Linked DNA regions of Danio rerio: region 2 is linked to region 1. A link is a contact called in public HiChIP or PLAC-seq data. All regions are on one chromosome and are shown on one strand. The core of a region is the stretch at or near the end of the contact, and the rest is flanking DNA. Distances in the headings are between cores, read along the strand shown.

Region 1 (3,428 bases), core at 379-2,878:
TTTAATAGAAAAGTTGCCACTGGACACTAAAACACTGGGGTAAAACTTACTCAAATGGGGTTGTTTAATTAGCATGCTAATCAGAAAACTCAAACTGCATTTTGGATCATGATATTTTTTTGAAGTCAGAAATTCCAGACTAGTGCTAAGCAGGCATGATCAAGTAATGTAACCTATTAACAAACAACATAAACGGACATAAAGAGGACAGAATCCTAACAACATATTTTGTGAGCATTTAAAACTGGGGGTCAATGTTATTCGATCTTGTTTGAGTAGATGCACTTAAGAGAAAAGTAGACAAACTGATTTTTAAGTTGTATTGCGTAGCATTTACATTGTTTTGCTGTACTTTGAAAGGAAATTTAAATAAAACAACTCTGTGTTTATTTTAATGCTCTTAAAAAGATGAGTGGAGTAAACTGACACTACTTAAAATCATTAAGTGCATATAACTTATAATACATATTAGAACAACTCTTATCTTTTAAGTAGAGCTCCCTCAAGTTTTTAAGTATATATTATTTAAAATTTTTAGGGCAACTAGTTTCCTCTTATTTTTTAAATAAACTCAACTTATACAGGCTTAGAGTGTTAGGAAAATTAATTACCATTACATGCAGATGTCAACATAAAACCTTAAAGTTACAAACACTAACTAACTAAATAAATTAATTAATAAATACGTAATTAATAAATAAAATGCAATAATCCATGACAAATCAAATAAATAAAGATTGATGCTGAAAAAAATGTCCCATATAGGAATAAAATACACAGTGATAAACAAAACAAACAAAAAAATCTGCTTTTTCCCTGAACTTATGACCAAGCATGTGAACAATATATAAATATAAATATGCATGCATTCCGATATTGAAAAGGTTTATTGTTGACAGTTCTTTGGGGGGGAAATCTCGACTGTCACGTACAACTTCGCCATCTAGTGTTCAGTGTACTATCATGTTGTTCATTTAATAGGTGGCCAACAGCTGGGGTTTACAGAAATCCTGATTATAGTTACATGAAAAAGGATAGTTTAAAAAGTCTGTCATACTTACCCTTCACTTTTTCTGTTTCATCTGTTCGAACACAAAAGACACTGATATCCATTGACATCAATAATATTAGTTTTTCCTGCTTTGGATGTCAATAGTTACAGATTTCCAGCGTTCTTCAGAATATCTTCTTCGGTGTTCAACTGAAGAAAGAAATTTGTAAAGATTTGGAAACACCCGAGTGAGTAAAAGATTAAGCCTTTGGATGAACTGCTTCATCGATATAGGGCTTATAACCAAATAAACATTCAAGACATATTAATTTACATTTATTCAGCATTTAGGAGTAAGAATAGGCTACACTGAAAAAATGATTCATTGGATTTGTTTAATTTTTTAAAGGTAAGTGGTTGCAAACTATATTTATAAAATAAAATAAATAAAATAAATAAAATAAATAAAATAAATTAGATAAATTAATAAATCTGTAAATTAGATACAAATTAGCGCAAGCATGTGATAAAAATAATGCTGCTGACCACAGGGAGCGCTTGTCATCTTGTTCTTTCTTGACACCGCAGCGCCACCGTGCGTCAAGACGCGCAGCTGCACCTCAGACTGGGCTGGGCAGAGCGCGCCGCTCCGAGCACAAGAGCGCACGGATGTCATTTATGGAATAAACATACTGGGATTTATTAGGTAAGTGATGCGTCCTATTTTCACAAAAACAGACAGATTTTGACTCGTTTTTAATTTTAGCAGCAAACATTTCGCTTGATGGAAATTGGTAATTAGCTGTCATGAGCTCTACATGCTACCGATCCGGCCTATTACGGACTGGAGGTCTGTGACAGGGCATGATACGTGATGAAAACAGAAGCACGGTTATTAGAAAAATATTTAGGCCTTTGTATGCGTCGATTTTCAGGTTTTCTCCTCTTGAGCAAAATATTGCGTACTGTGAGTAAATGCGCATCGTTATGCCTTTAAAACAGCTATCAGAATATGCGAAGGGTGTAGAGTGAGCGACTGTCTCTCAGAATAAACATCAGATCTGTCATTACCGGTGAAGAACAAGGCCAGTGCTTGAAGGCAGAGGCGGAGACTGACGCTCCGCTCACACGCAAATGATGCGTTGCTTAGATGATGATGATGATGATGATGCATATTCACTCAGCATGTGTGATTATAACCTAAATATTCCAGCTCAGATAAAAAAAAACATGCTACATTTACCTAAAAGAAAATTAGCCGTAAATGAAGCTTATATACGAATGGAATTTTGCATTAAATGAGATCGGAACATCTCGCGTTATATCGACGTGAATTTGGTCGATCGACGTTTGTAAATGCATTGCTTATTGATATAATTTATGCATCATGTTCTTGTCAGGATCCCTGATATTTATTGCCTTTCTTGTGGATTTTGCTTCTGTCATTCTGAGTCTCTTTCTGTACACTCTCAGAAATAAAGGAGAGCTGGTGGTACCTTTTCAATAGGTACACATTTGTACTTAAATGATCTATATTGGTACCTCAAAAGTATATATTAGTACCTAAAGCATTTAGGAGGTACAATTTTGTACATTTTAGGTACTAATATATATCCCTGATGTAATAATATGGACTTTTTAAGTGCAAATGTGTACCTTTTGAAAAGGTACCACCCTAGTGACAGCTCTCCTACCTTTCTTTCTGAGAATGTACTGTTAAAATTCAGAATCAAAGAGCTGGCTAAAATAAAGTATAGCCTCATTTAGTACAGAGCTGAACAAGAATTATGTTAAGGCACAGGATGTCAACAACTTCGTGGGGATGTTGGATTTTGTTTGGAAATGAAAATCAGATTGACATCAGAACCCAACGTAATGTCTAACCTAAAATCAACCAAATATCAATGTCTAGCATGTTACACCTTGACATTGTGTGGACGTTACCACTATGACATCTAATCAGATGTTGAATTTTGGTCACTTTCCAACACAATCTAAAATTAACCAAATATCAATGTAATTTGACGTCGTTATTGGACGTCAAAGTAACGTTGTCCTTAGACCCTGACTAGACATTGAAGTTTGGTCACCTAACGTCATGATCTAAATCTAACCTAATATTAACTTCTTATGATGTTGTGTACCTGCTGGGAATCAATCAGCCGATTAATCAATCGATCTGTCAATCAATCAATCAATCAATCACAGGTATATTTCCAAAAGTAGGTATTTACCCTGGTTCTAAATTAAGTTAATATAGAATATCTTCAAAACTTTAACTGAAGTAGTATTTCAAACTAGCTAGCATGTAAGCTATGTCAGATGATAATTAAAGGCTTAGTTCACCCCCCAAAAAAAGAAAAGAAAATTCTGTTATTAATTACTCACCCTCTGGTCGTTCCGAACCCTGAGATCTTTGCTCATCTTCTGAGCGCAT
Region 2 (3,428 bases), core at 494-2,993, 190 kb before region 1:
TCTGTTGTTCAGGTGCAAGAAATAGAAGCCGTTTCTAATATATAAATTTGAAGTGTTTGTTAGAACAAAAACTGCTTTTAATATGGAAAATATTTCTTCTATCGCATGCTGTTGCTTGTATTTAGAACAATATTTAAATCGGCCTTTAGGCTCAATCATTAGACTCCTTTTGGTCCTCAATCAGCTGCCATAAAAAAAAAAAAAATAAAAAATAATCAATATGTGGACCCTTTTGGATTTTCAGAAGCTATGAAAATTAAAAATATAAAAGAGGAAATACATTAGGACTATTATTATTGTTTACATCCCTCCAAATAGTCTATACAGTGTTTGTATAACCGCATCCTCTGTTGAAACGACGGTTGAGTTGCTCCCAGTGTTGTCGGCTCCCATGAGGTTTGTGCTCTGTGTGAAATAAATGAAAGCCGCTGTGCTATAAATACATGTCATGCCTCTGATTTAAAAGACCTTCAAGAATCTCACTGTCATACTCAACTAGCTGAAATATTAACTTCTGGGTAAGAAGTAATAGAGTAGCATTTATCTTTGTTACATGGCTTCAAGGGTTTTGGATCGCACATATGTAAGTATATACTGCCATCTCATGGCCAAAGCTTGTGTACCAACAATTTTGGCTTCCTAGTGGTTCCACTGAAATAGTACATTCATTCATTTTCTTGTCGGCTTAGTCCCTTTATTAATCCGGGGTCACCACAGCAGAATGAACCGCCAACTTATCCAACAAGTTTTTACGCAGCGGATGCCCTTCCAGCAGCAACCCTTCTCTGGGAAACATCCTCACACACATTCACACACACACACACTCATACATTACGGCCAATTTAGCCTACCCAATTCACCTGTACTGCATGTCTTTGGACTGTGGGGGAAACCAGAGCACCCGGAGGCAGGGAGAACCTGCAAACTCCAAGAGAAACACCAACTGAGCCGAGGTAGTTGCTCATAGCAAGAGGCGACAGCACTACCTACTGCGCCACTGCCTCGCATATAAATATACACATAGCCCTCGCTGTAGCTGACACGAACTTCTGTCGAGTGTCGAGTCCCATGAAGATACTCTAGATGGAAACTGTTGTTTTGAGTTTACTTTATGATTAACGCCTGCTGGTTCCCGCCTCTGAATGAGCGAGTTTTAGCTACTTCTACATTCAAGACTGTGTTCAGAAACAACACCCGCAAAGAAACTAGACACAGAGAAATATAAAAACCTACTGCCAGCTAGCGTTTCGGAAGTGTTATTGCAGAGCAACACAAACAGCATGCAGAAGTATAAATGCACGGATATGCAAAGGCATGCGCCGTGAGTGGGTCAGGCCAATCACTCAACGCAGAAGTATAAATCAGCCTTTACTCCTATTCATAAATCTTCTCCCATGGCCTCAAGGTATAGTGGCATCCACCGAACTTTCAGTAATGCCTGCAGAAGTTTCACACATTTTCACAGTTTTGTTGGGAAGCATGCAATCTCTGGTGCAATTTTATTCATTATTGATGTTAATGGCTTAATGAATAGGCTTATTCATTTGTCGCCGCCTACTGACGTAGAACTGTAACAAAATGCAAGATCATTCTTGTCTAATAAATGAAACGCCACACACCTTTATTTAGATAATATTGAGTGTATTTTAGAGCCAATATGATCACATATAGGCCCCAAAAAGTCCACTTACCTCCAGTCAGGAACCCAAATCCACAGGCGGGTAAATATGACGTCACCAGGAAACGATTTCAAAACAACAGCCTTTCTATCTGTAGCAACCACGCTGCTGTCTGCAGTGACCGTGCCTTTAACTGAACATCCCACAAAATGTCCGAGGGTAAACACACGCTGTGGTCTTCAGAGGAAATCAGCGTGCTGCTCGCGATATGGTCCTCCTCAGAGATCCAGGAGAAGCTGGAGAGGTCGAAGAAGAAGCAAATAGTGTACGACGAGATAAGCCAAGAAATGATGAACGGCGGCTTCAATCGCTCGTCCGAGCAAATCGTAAACAAGCTGAAAAAGCTTCGCAAGGAATATAGGGATCTGAAGATGAAACCAAGCAAACGCGGCCGTGGAGGGCACAACAAGAGAACATTCGACCACGGAGTTATGGAGTCGATTCTGGGAGACCGACCGTCCAGTCATTTCACCAGGGCCTTGAATTCGGCTACGGCCACTGTGGAAACAAACCCCGAGTCGCCCGTGTGCTCTGAGGATGAAATAGGTGAGTTCCCGCTATTTTTAGCCCACTTATCACATACACAATTTGTTTATGATCTTCGCATTTTATTGTTTTATATATAACAGGTGTACCTCAAATTTGTCCAACTAAATCCATAGTAACTAACTTAATCAGCAACTTCTCTGAATGAGAATATAAAGTAAACCATGTGAACGCTACCATGTTAACCATTTTGTCACTATATTTGTTTACCATGGTACTTCAAATATTCGGTTTGAAATTTCATGCAAGTATGACTTGAAAACAACATTAGCACTATTTATCCGACTGTAAACAATGTTGTATTTTGATAGTCATTTACGGTGGCTGCTTGCATGTTTTCACCATTTAGAATTTGCAAAGAATATTTTTGTGAAATTACATTATTAAGGAGAAAATCCAAAAGTGTGAATATAAAACCAACTTTACCTCAATCTGTTTTTTTACCCTGGTAACGCATACACAATTTGTGTAAGAGTTTTGCATTTTATTGTAATATAAAACAGGTGTACCTCAATATATTGTTCAACTAAAACCATAGTAACTAATCAGCAACTTCTCGGACCGATAAAATATAAAGTAAAAGATATGTACGCTATCAAGTTAGCCATTTTGTAACTGTATTTATACATTTTTGATAAGTAAAAAATGATAAATATGTACAAACACACACACACTATTATTGAGGCAAAGTCATTTTTCTATTTAAACATTCGTTAAGTGTCATCTTGTGACACGCTCGCTATATTGTTTACCATGGTAATTTGAAAATTTGGTCTGAAATCACATGCAAGTATGACTTGGAAAAAAAACAAACATCAGCACTATTTATTTGACTGTGAACAATGTTGTACTTGGATGGAAATCGGCTGCTAATATGATTTCACTATTTAGAATTTGCAAAGAATACTTTTCTGAAAATACATTAGGGACAAAGTACAAGTGTGTGAATATAAAACCAACTTTACCTCAATCTGTTTTTTTAACCCTGGTAACGCATACACATTTTGTGTAAGATTTTTGCATTTTATTGTTATATAAAACAGGTGTACCTCAATATTGTCCAACTAAAACCATAGTAAATAATCAGCAGGGCCAGACGGAATCTGTGGACGTTTTTTGCTATTTCTGCGGAGAATTTGTCAGATTCGTGAAGTGTTTTTATTATTATTATTATTATTTATTTTTTATTTTTTTTTAAATCAC

The links. HiChIP or PLAC-seq counts read pairs in DNA pulled down with a chosen protein or histone mark.
Region 2: an H3K4me3 HiChIP or PLAC-seq map of gastrula embryo shows a contact between it and region 1, with 5 times the contacts expected there. The contact joins the promoter of si:dkey-261j15.2 here to the promoter of cep170ab in region 1. A contact is called at or near these places in 2 of 18 Hi-C or Micro-C datasets (both in embryo) and 3 of 4 datasets of contacts at active chromatin or transcription factors (caudal fin, embryo and gastrula embryo).

What each region holds. Positions count from the first base shown.
Region 1 is chr6:7,422,770-7,426,197 of GRCz12tu, reverse strand. It overlaps cep170ab (centrosomal protein 170Ab), which reads left to right and starts at 1,628. Exons shown (of 19, transcript XM_073953595.1): 1 at 1,628-1,697.
Region 2 is chr6:7,608,741-7,612,168 of GRCz12tu, reverse strand. It overlaps si:dkey-261j15.2, which reads left to right and starts at 1,743. Exons shown (of 3, transcript NM_001326584.1): 1 at 1,743-2,225. The coding sequence starts at 1,829. LOC141386175 (a long non-coding RNA gene) reads right to left here and starts at 2,199. Exons shown (of 4, transcript XR_012407623.1): 1 at 1,692-2,199.